Linked DNA regions of Mus musculus: all the other regions are linked to region 3. Evidence: chromatin contacts called from public promoter capture Hi-C data. All regions are on one chromosome and are shown on one strand. Each heading gives the region's core, a stretch centred on a gene start, on an enhancer-like site or on the middle of the called end of the contact. The rest is flanking DNA. Distances are from core to core; before and after follow the strand shown.

Region 1 (3,693 bases), core at 1,143-3,642, 1.6 Mb after region 3:
TTTGCTTTAGTTTTGGTTTTTGGTTTTTGGTTTTTGGAGACAGGTTTTCTCATTGTGGCCCTGGCTGTTCTAGAACTGACTCTACAGACCAGGCTGGCCTTGGTCAAGAGATTTGCCTTCAGGCAATCTCAGCATTTAAGAGCACTGACTGTTCTTCTGAAAGTCCTGAGTTTAAATCCCAGCAACCACACGGTGGCTCACAACCATCTGTAATGAGATCTGATGCCCTCTTCTGGTGTGTCTGAAGACAGCTATGGTGTACTTAGATATAATAATAGATAAATCTTGGGGCCAGAGTGAGGAGTTCCAGATCGAGCAGAGGTCCTGAGTTCAATTGTCAGCAACCACAAGATGGCTCACAACCATCTGTCCAGCTACAGTTTACTCATATACATAAAATAAATAAATCTTAAAGAGAAAGGGAGGGGAGGGGAGGGGAGGGGAGGGGAGGGGAGTGGAGAGAGATTTGCCTGTCTTTGCCTCTCAAGTTCTGGGATTAAAGGCACATGCCACCACAACCCAGCTAAAAGGTTTTTCATAGGTAACTGTCTAAGGGAGTTGCAATAAGAACAAACAGACATGACTACAAACTGACTCAAAGAGATGACATAGATTGTTAAATACATTGAATTCCAGACTTTAAAAAAAAAATGAGAACTTTAGGCACTCAGGGTCCTTTATGAGAAGCAACATGTGTCTGTATGAGTTTGACTACAGTGGAGAAGTCTGGGAAAGGGAAATTCAACATTCTTAGTCCTTGGCTTTTCTGTTACATCCAGTGGTTTTTTACACATCTCCTTCCCATAAGTTCAAGTTTTAGGACTTGGGATTAAGTTTCCCCAGAGCCTAGAAAAAAAAAAGTGGTATCTATATTTGATAAATGGTGAATGGATGAAGAATAGGCTAAGTCAGCTGTGGGTCCAGACCCCTTTGGGAACCCCGTCTCCAAAAAAGTATTTGCATTACATTAAGAATTGTAACAGTAGCAAATTACAGTTATGAAGTAGCAATAAAAAACAATTCTATTGTTGGCAATCACCACAAAATAAACTGTATTAAAGGACCGCTGTACTAGGATGGTTGGGAACCACTGGCTTAAGTCACACTAAGTATGGTGAGAAAGGAAGATTGAATTTAAATCCTTTACTCATAAATGACTTGATTACTAAAAAAACAAACAAACAAACAAAAAACCCACAATATTGAAAAGATGAGAAATCTGGACTGTGATTACCCCAATATTCCAGAACTTGGATCCAAACCCACTCAATTAGTGGTGGCTCTGTGGAGCAATGCTGAAAGGAGACAGAAAGACAGATAATCAAAGCTTCAAACTTTTTGTTTTCACATGTTCTAATGTTAATGTAGAAAGAAAAATTCCATTGTGTACAACGGTCTTAATTAGTTAAGTCCTAATTAGATATGCCTAGAATCCTGTATTCAAGCATACAAGACCCCAAAGACAGGAACATAGAGATGAAAAAGGATTGATCTTTTGTTTCGATTTGATGATTTTAGATTACCAACTACTTTAGCTGGACCGATACGGACACTACAGCCTGCTGTCTGCCCCTATGCTTTATGAAAGAGCTTACTCCAGGAAGATACTCAGCACCACTCTCCAAAAGGAGGAAATGAATACATTGTTTCTTGGAAACTGGAAGGAGTGGAGTATGGAAGGAACACGAAGGTATCTTAATCTGAGTCCTTAAAGTTTGCACATACCTCAAAAAAAAAAAAAAAAAAGTTACACACCAGTCGTTGGCAATCTCTCAAGTATAAAGCAGATCATAACACTGGACACTTATAGCGCCCAAGCTTAACCTAAGAGCTGACCAGAGAAGATCTGCAGCTTAAAGGACTGAAATATAGATAATTCGTGAAATGAGAAACACAGGTACTGAATATCACATGAGTCACACTTGTTACTATGCTGCTGCTGTCGGGATGAAGGTACGGTAATAAAAGTCTTTGTCTTGGGTACATTGTCTTGTTAAGCCTCCCAAATGCTCCTGGACCCAAGAAACATTGAGGTGCGCGCTTTCTTTGGAAGCGAGCACTGGATAGTACGTACAGAAGCTCCTCCTAACCCGTCCTGGGATCAGCGTCCCAGGCCAGCGGGGCAGCTCCTAACCCGGCCCTCCTCCGCCGGACAGGGGTGGGGCTGCCGAGAGACAGCGCGTGCGGCTCTGTGGCCACCCTTTCAGTGGTTTTGCTGGCCTCCGGTCTCGCTTACTCATTTCCCTCCCTGACTTTACAGTGCACAGTTGCTGCACTAAAAGTGGGCGTGGCTCGGAACGAATAAAACACGCCCCTCTCGTGACGTAAGCACTGTTGCATGCGGAAGTCCGGCCTTAATTCCAATCAGGTCCTAGCAGCTCTGAAAAGTAACGTGGCATACTATGTAAAACATTTGCAACTTGCCAAATCAGTCAAACGTAAATTATTTATTTAGGGGCTGAAAAATCACTTCTGCCTGATTTTTAGCTACAAAAACGAGAAAAAAATAGCATTTTTCTACTGCTTCTTGAGCACGTGTTCTTACCTAGCGATAAGCACCTTAAATACAGGGCGCGTGCGCGGGCAGGTCGCCGCCGAAAGCCTGCGAGATTACCCAGCAACTTTGCGTCTTCCCAGAGAGCGTCCGTGGTGGAACTGGGCAAGCATGGGGAAGGTGAATGTAGCCAAGCTTAGGTACATGAGCCGCGATGACTTCAGAGTTCTGACTGCGGTAAGGAGTACACCTTTCTTGCTTATCCATTCGGTGACGTCCTCCTCCTGCTATTCTAAGGTCGCTGGGAGCTGAGTGAGGGCTCTCTGATTTGTGGATTGTTTGCCGAGGCTGGGATCTGGGTAAAGGGCACCAAGGTCTGATTTTCATGAAGCTTTGTGAAAAAAAGAACTATCTTTTACTAAACATGGTTCTTCCTTTCAGCTTCTTTTGCTGCAGATGTGCTTACGTCTCTGTGGCCCGGGAAATTTCATTGATCTTTGGCTTCCAAACTAGGGGAGGGTGGGAGTTAAGTCCTCTAATAGACTCAGACACTTAATGTTAAAAAAAAAAAGTCAGCTTTCTCTATCAAATATAACAGCAGAGTGCAAAACAAAGGAGGAAAGGAGATGCCTCTTAGTCGACCAGCAAATCAATATGTTAACAATGTAGTCAGATAGTAAGTACCGTGAAGGTAACAAAGGATAAAGAAATAGAAAGTAGCCACGTGTTGGAAGGATACTGTCTTTGAGTTTTACAGTGATGGAGACAGAATCCAAGAATCTTGTCTTTACTGTTAATCGAACTACAAAGTTTGTCCCCACCCCCCGAACCAATGAATCTTAACTGCCGGAGAAAAAAGTGTCCTTGGAGAGAGTTGTAGAAGAGGTGTCCTTGGAGAGAGTTAGAGGCAAATTAGAGCAAAAACTCAGAGATGGGAGGGAGAGTCTTCATAGAAGAGAAAGGTTCGATATAATGGTTGGGGACATACATGGAAAATGAGAACCAAACCATATAAGCCCTTGCAGGCCTAGTAAACGATGTGTGTGTAAGCCCGTGATTTATTTTTATTTATTTTTTAATTCATTTATTTATTTATTTATTTTGGTTTTTCAAGACAGGGTTTCTCTGGGTGTCCCTGGCTATCCTGAAACTCACTCTGTAGACAGACTGGCCTCAAACTCAGAAATCTGCCTGCCTCT
Region 2 (3,555 bases), core at 1,015-3,514, 1.9 Mb after region 3:
TCTTTATGCAGGGACATTCAAGAGCATGTAAATGAGAAAGATTTACTAAAGGAGGATCAATTACAAAAGCCAATATTAAGCTTAATAAATCCAGGCCGGCCCGTGCTGGCGCACGCCTCTAATCCCAGCACTCCCAGCACTCGGGAGGCGGAGGCAGGTGGATTTCTGAGTTTGAGGCCAGCCTGGTCTACAAAGGCGAGTTCCAGGACAGCCAGGGCTATACAGAGAAACCCTGTCCTGAAAAACAAACAAACAAACAAACAAGCTTGATAAATCCTTCAATCATAGATTGTAAGATGACAAAAATAAGTACAATTTACACTATATAGTATTCGAACACGAGAAAATTCTACAGCAAACTTCTAAAAGTTTTAAATACCTATTCCGCCTTAAAGTCTTCAAAGCACCTTAAATTAGCAGTATCAGAGTTATATGTAGTTCCTGCTTTCCTTCTTAAAGGAGGACAGCATTAACTGAAATGACACATTGCCAATCAGCCTTCAACACCAACTGTGAAAAACTGGTAGACAGAAAAGAACTAGAAAAGTTGACCTTTTGCCTCTTTTCTCTAGGATTTCTCCATGGTCTTCCCAAATGAGACAGTTTGTAAATATATCTAAAGGAGGATATTCTATGGGAGGAGAAAAGATTTTAACTTTATGGTGTGAAAATGTACTTTAATTATGTAGGGGGGAAGTTCAACAAATCAACCAGGGAAAAACCTGACTAAATAAATGACTCATTCTTGTTTTCAATTGGGTAAGATTTCATAATTAAAAATCTTACCTACATATTTAAAACAAGGAGGCTCCAATAATTCTGCCTAGAAGGAAGAAAACGTCTTGGAAAATTTTATACCTCTTTTAAGCACATTTTACACTCAAATCCTAGATGGTCTCTATGGTGCCTTTCAGTTCAAATCTTCCTTAATTCTCTGAGTAAGTTTACCAGACTATTCTTAGAAACTTGGTAATTACAAATAGAACACATATGAGAAAGAAATTTGGAGTTAAAGCTGTCATTACTAAGCCTAATTAAACACTGCAGACAGAAAGATGGCAGGAGAATAAAGCATCCCGAATTAGGGAAAAGGAGAACATAATGAGTAGGTCACAGCTCCAGCGATGTGGTAAACAATGTTAAAGAACACAACAAAGTCCAGCCTAGGCATTAGAGTGGATAGAGTGGGTGTCCCCTCCCCCTTCCCAGTTCCTTAAGTGGCATGCGACCCCCCTCCCAACAATAATATGCTTCTCTCCCATTAATCTGACTTTCTACCTACCTGAAGTAACCAACCACACTGGAAACACATGCCAAGTAGAAAGTGGATCCTCTAATCTCATTAAGCCCTACCCTTTATTAGCAGTTTTCCTACTTTCCATCCTAAAGTGGAATCCATATATTTAAACACCATAAAATGGTGAGACATCATCTCACCTCTATATTGAGACTCAAGCACTACAAGCCCAGACAAAAGCCATGAAGTAAAGGGCCGTGGCTATTTTCTGGACACAGACTGCTTTGACTTTCACACACACACACCCATGCCACCTTATGATATAAGCCCAACAAGGGCCATTGATATTCAATGGATCTCTAACTAGAAGATCAAACATCACTAGCTGGTAAAAAGAAGTTTGGTCGACCTGCGGAGCAGCGGTAGGCAGACGGGTGGCAATGCGGGGCGGCATCTTCGCCACACCGAGCAGTACTAGCCAGCCCCCGGTAAGTTTCCTTCCCTGCAGTGCACTAAATCACGCTGCCAGCCGCGGCCCCACCCCGCCCTGTTACGGAAAGGCATGCGGACAGCTCGGTGAAGGACGGGCGGACAGCTCCAGGCTCCCCGCACGAGTAGGCTTTCGCCGGGGCCGCAGCTTCTCCTGGCCGCGGCCGCTTCCCCCAGGACCAACGCCGTTGCCAACTTTGCCGCCGCCCCCTCCACCGCGCAAGCATCCCAAACTTTGCCGACTACCTCACCTGGAGGTTCGGGGCTGGCCCCCGGGAGAGGGCTGACCTTCACGCCTGCCCCAGCCGACCCTGGCCCCTCTGCCGCCCCCCGGCCCGCCTGGGAAACCCTTGGCAGGGATGCCTGCAGCCTGACCCCCTTGCCACATCTGACCCTCTGGACCCTGAGAGCCCGGGAATCCGCGACTCGGGCTAGCCACTCACCATTGGTAAAGGACTCCATCTTCGCCCCGCCGCGGGTCCTTACCAGCCCAGCGCCCCAAGCTTCCTACTCCGAGAGCCGAAGCGGTCCTGACGACTGAGCATGCCCAGCAAAGGCCTCCGAGGGCTGCCGGGGAGGTGCGGCGAGGGGCGGCGCCGCTCCGCCGCACGGCAACAACACCTTCGTTCCGGGTTTTCGCAACTGCTGCAAAAGACCCACTGAGGCGTGGACGCTAAGCATCGCTCAACCCTAGGCCCACTCCGCCCAGGGGCGGCGGGGAGGAGCGCAGTGCTGGGGCGGGGCTTAGAGCCCCACCCCCGGAGCTCACTTCTAGCCGCCGCGCTGTCTGTGCCGCAGAGCTGTAGTACCCCGGTTCAGACAACTGGTACACCTACTACTGCATCCGGCCGTGTTTCGGGTGCGGCCACCCCAGTACTGAGCCCGGAAATGCGGCCGGTGATGCTGTCGCCAGAGGGGTTGTCGCCCTTCGCGTTCTGAAAGCAAGACAAGGCCCAGGGTGGGTCGGCCTCTACGCTGGGCTAGCCCGGGGCGGCGCTCTTCTTAACCGCCGGAGCAAGCCCTGCGGCGGTGGTCGGCCCGACTTCCCTCCTTTAGCAGAACGCCCTGCAGCAGCTGCTGCTGCAGCAAAGCCGGAGGCCAGAGGAAGGGAGGGGCCCGGGAGTCGATCGGTGCCCTTTGCTTAGGGCTGGGCTTAGAACTGCGAGCAGATCTCAAAACCCGGAGCGGGGTGTAGGAGAACGGACCGTGCGCGCAGAGGTTGTGTGCAGAGAGGCCCGCCTGCCTAGTCCTGTCCTTACTCGACACCAGCAGTTGGCTGCTCCCAGCCTTCAGGGTACACGGCCTGATTCCGCGGGGCTAGACCGGAGGGAGCCAAGTTCCCCCTTCCCCTAGTACTCGCGCCTTTGCCTCGGGCCCCATTGTTTCCGGTGCCAAATCGGGGCGGTCCCCGGCAGCCTACGAGACACGTAGAGACCGCGTTAGCTCCTGCTAGCTCCTGTTTCTCCAACTGCCGGAAGTCAACACCCCGCGAAGAGGCTCCCCCATCCCTCCCAACCGCAGCCACAGCTCCTCTTTCCTCCCCACTCACTGCTTCGTCCCCTGCGGCGACTTGGCTAGGCCTTGGCCTCACTGCGCGAGCCAACTGTCACACACTCCTCCTCCCAGGCTGTCAACCCGTGCAAACAAAATCTAAACCTGTACAAATATCCTGGGCGAAAGAGGAGAAAGGGATGATGTTCGATCGATAAGGAAATTCTACGTTCAAAGAAGTAAACCCGAAGTGCAGTGTTTTTAAGAGGTCGATTGTATTACATCCACTACGTTCCACTCCTGTTTTACAACGCCCTGTGAAAACCAACTGTACTTGG
Region 3 (3,553 bases), core at 555-3,054:
TTTAAATATTTATGTACCTCCTTCAGGGTTGGGGGTGAGGTGGAGAACAGGCCTGACTGATGCCTAAATTAGCCTTGAAAGAGTGCCATAAATTTGTGTAAAAAGTTTTTAGAGTATCTCCTCCAGAAACACAGGAGATATTTGGTATTTTTAATTCTATTCATAAGGTAAATTTATGAAAAAGGAAGTTAGTAATAGGTAACTAAAGTAGGTTTTGAAGAGAAGAATTGTATGTGGTTTGAAGTGTTTTTCAAGTTGCATGGGTATTACATAATTGCAATTTAGAGAGGACAGCGTGACTAAAGCCGGGTATTTTCATGAGACTCGGTGGAAAAGATGTGGTTCTAATTGTTTGATGGAATGAAATTTCTAGAAGATTGATGCTGTGGCTCACTGTCCACAGCTCTCAGGGAAATGATGAATGTCTTTATTACACTACAGAAAGCCTTGGTACGTGGTTGATGGATCAGACAGGTTATGTGTCCGGCTTTTTTTTGTTTTGTTTTGTTTTTGGTTTTTGGTTTTTCTGGACAGGGTTTCTCTGTGTAGCCCTGGCTGTCCTGGAACTCTGTAGACCAGGCTGGTCTCGAACTCAGAAATCTGCCTGCCTCCGCCTCCCTAGTGCTGGGATTAAAGGCGTGCGCCACCCCCGCCCCATGTGTCCGTTCTGAGTCTGACATATGAGGTTCAGTGCATCCTGGGTGTAACCACGAGCTTCAGGATGATGACTAATGCTGGTTTTAAGCTTTCACAATTTATCTTTGTGATCTGCTGAATATTGTTTATGTGTCTTTTGTTTTTGAAGGTGGATTTTAACTAGGAATTATAAAGCCCTCAGCAAAGGTTCCAAGGGCAGTACCTCAGGCTTTTTGAACATTATGATGGAGCTAAAGAAATGTTGTAACCATTGCTACCTCATTAAACCACCAGATAATAATGAATTCTATAATAAACAGGAGGCCTTACAAGTAAGACTTTTTAACTATTTCTATTGCTAAAGCAGAATTCTAAGAATATGTATTTCAGTTTTAGGATAAAAATAGTAGAGTAATATAATATATTCATGTCAAGTTCTCTTTGGTTAATGTTTCATTTAAGTGATGGTGTTATTATTTGTATTTATGAAAGCTTTTAAAATTATAATTTATAAACATAGTCTTTCAAACCAGTGAGTTGTTTCTATTTATCAGACAAAATCTATTAGTGTCTTAGAGATTGTGATATGGCTAAATCTGACTGTAAATAGTAGCCTAAAGGAGGGCTTTCCTTCATAGATGTTACCCCTCTGTTACTGTTGAGAGGCAGTTCAGACGTGAAGACACACTTGGAATTCAGTCACAGTAGTTCATTGAGGAGTGAGCATCCCTGAATTAGAAAAGAATATGTTTGCTTGCTCTGTGTTTGTTTAGTTGCTTTTTTTTTTTTTTTTAATGTATGTTTGTTTTGGCTAAATCTTAGAGAAGTAGTGTAAGAGCTGGCAAGTAGAATGATACAGCAGAAATAATAGTCTTGTTATGCCTGGTTAGGGCAGGTTTGATGTACGTAATAGAGGAAGATGGGAAAAGCTCTAGACAGTTTTGAAAGCCAAAGTAACTTTTCTCTTCAGCATTCTGAAAAGCTTAAACTCTAAACTGGATAGAGTAGAAACAACTGCAGTATTCCGTGGGGCTCTGGACTGTTTCCTGCTTTACCACGTTGTAATAGGTGTACTCTGCTGTTTCCTTAGCACTTAATCCGTAGTAGCGGAAAACTCATCCTTCTCGACAAGCTGTTGATTCGCCTAAGAGAAAGAGGCAACCGAGTGCTCATTTTCTCTCAGATGGTGCGGATGTTAGACATACTCGCAGAGTATTTGAAGTACCGCCAGTTCCCCTTTCAAGTAAGCATTTCTTGGTTTCTATTTTTCATTGTATTCTTGGGCTTATTTTATTGAGTCACTTTTTAGATTATTTTGCATATAAATTATATTTCTCTTAAACATACTGAGAGAATCATTTGTTACTTTTCTAAGTTTCATTTTTTTTCTCTAAATTTTATTTTAATTTTGTTTTTATGTTGTATATTGTTAAAAGCTGGACTAAAGTGGTATTTCTGTGCTAAGATGGGTCTGAAGGGCAAGCTTTGGGAAGTAAGATGACGTCTGAAAAGAGAAGCTGTCCTTGGACACATGCAGGCTGGTCGGGCTGTAATGCTCTGTGTGCTGTGGGAAGCCTTTTGTGTGGTTTGCCAAAAAAAAGTTGAGCAGGGCTCAGATAAGAACAGGCTGACATCCTGTCTACTTTCAATTCACAGTGAAGTTTGTTCAGTGGGATTAAAACCTACACCGATGAGTGTTTTAGTGTTAGGGTCAGGTCCTATTCTCAGTACATTATACCTCGTAGTGATTTCTTTGTCATTAATTTTGTGTTTATGCGTGTGAGGGTGTGTGCATGTGTGTTTGTGCTTTGGTGCTCTTGTGGGGGTCAGAGAACAGTTTTGTAGAGTCAGGCCTTCCACATTCATTCGGGCTCCAGGGCTTGGACTCAGGTTCCTAGGCTGGCTTTTTACTGTGTCGTCTTACTGGCCTCTTGGAATAGTACCGGGAGTACAGCTAACTCTCTGTGCACACGACTGGTACACGATGGATGTTTACTGTAGGCAGAGGAGTTAGACTGAGAGTTAGTGTACAGGGTCGCTCTGTTGAAGCTTGCTCACACTATGCTACATGTAGTTTGAAAGTAGGAGTACTATACCTTTATGTGTTGGTGATATTAGCACAATAAAAACACAGTAATAGTAATATACTGGGAACAGAATGCAGCGCTACTGTAGTTAAGAACCGTTAGCACACCCTCAGGTGGAGAGCTATACTTAAGTCATGTCACAGTAAATGATGCAGAGGTTTTATTAATTGCAATTTGTATTTTAATGGAAAAGAAACACAAATTAGATTTGGAAGAAAGCTTAGAGCACTGTTCTTAAACCACTGAAAATTATTTCCTTAAAATTTTTTCTTGGGACTGGACAGATAGAAAATGGAAGCAAATACTTCCTTTGTGTGGCTCACAGCAAGCTGACTCTCCACCTTCATGGGATCTTATACCCTCTTCTGGCTTCTGAGGGAATTTACATGCATATGTGCATATACACATATGAACAAAAATAAAATAAAGTGTTCAGAGTTAAAAGTACAATATAATGTAATATAGAAACATTAGTAAAATTCTAACTTTCCCTTTCTTCTATAACTCAGGCTGTCTTTGAATTCACCATGTTTACAGATTAGTGACTTTTATCTCCCTTAAGCACTAGGGCATTTGCAGCCATGCTTGGTTTGTATGGTGCTGTGGAATGAGCTGAGCGACTGGTGCAGGCTAGCTAAGTGTTCTACAAACCAGCTACATCACCCCCCTTCTTCCTACTTTTTAGATAACAGGGTCTTGTTCATGGTGGCTTTGAACAAGATCCTCCCACTTCTGCTGCCTAAGATGCTCCAGAGCTCAGGGTATCTTAAGAAGTCGATGCTGGGGGCTAGAAAGTGCTCAGCAGTTAAAGCACTCGCTGCTCTGCGAGA

The links. Promoter capture Hi-C pulls out the DNA fragments that hold promoters and counts their contacts.
Region 1: a promoter capture Hi-C map of the HPC-7 cell line shows a contact between it and region 3, with 4 times the contacts expected there. The contact joins the promoter of Riok2 here to the enhancer-like site in region 3. A contact is called at or near these places in 13 of 39 promoter capture datasets (the 3T3-L1 cell line, the C10 cell line, the HPC-7 cell line and 7 more), 4 of 484 Hi-C or Micro-C datasets (CD8 T cells, embryonic stem cells, hematopoietic stem and progenitor cells and 1 more), 6 of 115 datasets of contacts at active chromatin or transcription factors (the NIH/3T3 cell line, astrocytes, embryonic stem cells and 3 more) and 1 of 9 other capture datasets (liver).
Region 2: a contact with region 3 is called in a promoter capture Hi-C map of the HPC-7 cell line, with 2.6 times the contacts expected there. The contact joins the promoter of Lnpep here to the enhancer-like site in region 3. A contact is called at or near these places in 11 of 39 promoter capture datasets (3T3-L1-derived adipocytes, the HPC-7 cell line, HPC-7-derived erythroid cells and 7 more) and 7 of 115 datasets of contacts at active chromatin or transcription factors (acute myeloid leukemia, astrocytes, embryonic forebrain and 4 more).

Annotation. Positions count from the first base shown.
Region 1 is chr17:17,371,940-17,375,632 of GRCm38.p6, forward strand. Riok2 (RIO kinase 2) reads left to right here and starts at 2,393. Exons shown (of 10, transcript NM_025934.2): 1 at 2,393-2,731. The coding sequence starts at 2,666. Gm36768 (predicted gene, 36768) reads right to left here and starts at 2,277. Exons shown (of 4, transcript NR_168690.1): 1 at 2,075-2,277; 2 at 1,235-1,295.
Region 2 is chr17:17,622,225-17,625,779 of GRCm38.p6, forward strand. It overlaps Lnpep (leucyl/cystinyl aminopeptidase), which reads right to left and starts at 2,265. Exons shown (of 18, transcript NM_172827.3): 1 at 2,170-2,265. The coding sequence starts at 2,188.
Region 3 is chr17:15,741,352-15,744,904 of GRCm38.p6, forward strand. It overlaps Chd1 (chromodomain helicase DNA binding protein 1), which reads left to right. Exons shown (of 36, transcript NM_007690.3): 16 at 806-968; 17 at 1,727-1,879. Among named protein-coding and RNA genes, the nearest start is that of 5830433I10Rik, 38 kb to the left of the region's middle. Within about 2 kb of position 1,805, at least 62 of the 459 cell types and tissues checked have an H3K27ac peak or open chromatin away from gene starts, as enhancers often do. A contact at or near this core is called in CD8 T cells, the HPC-7 cell line, acute myeloid leukemia and 1 more, where this site is marked.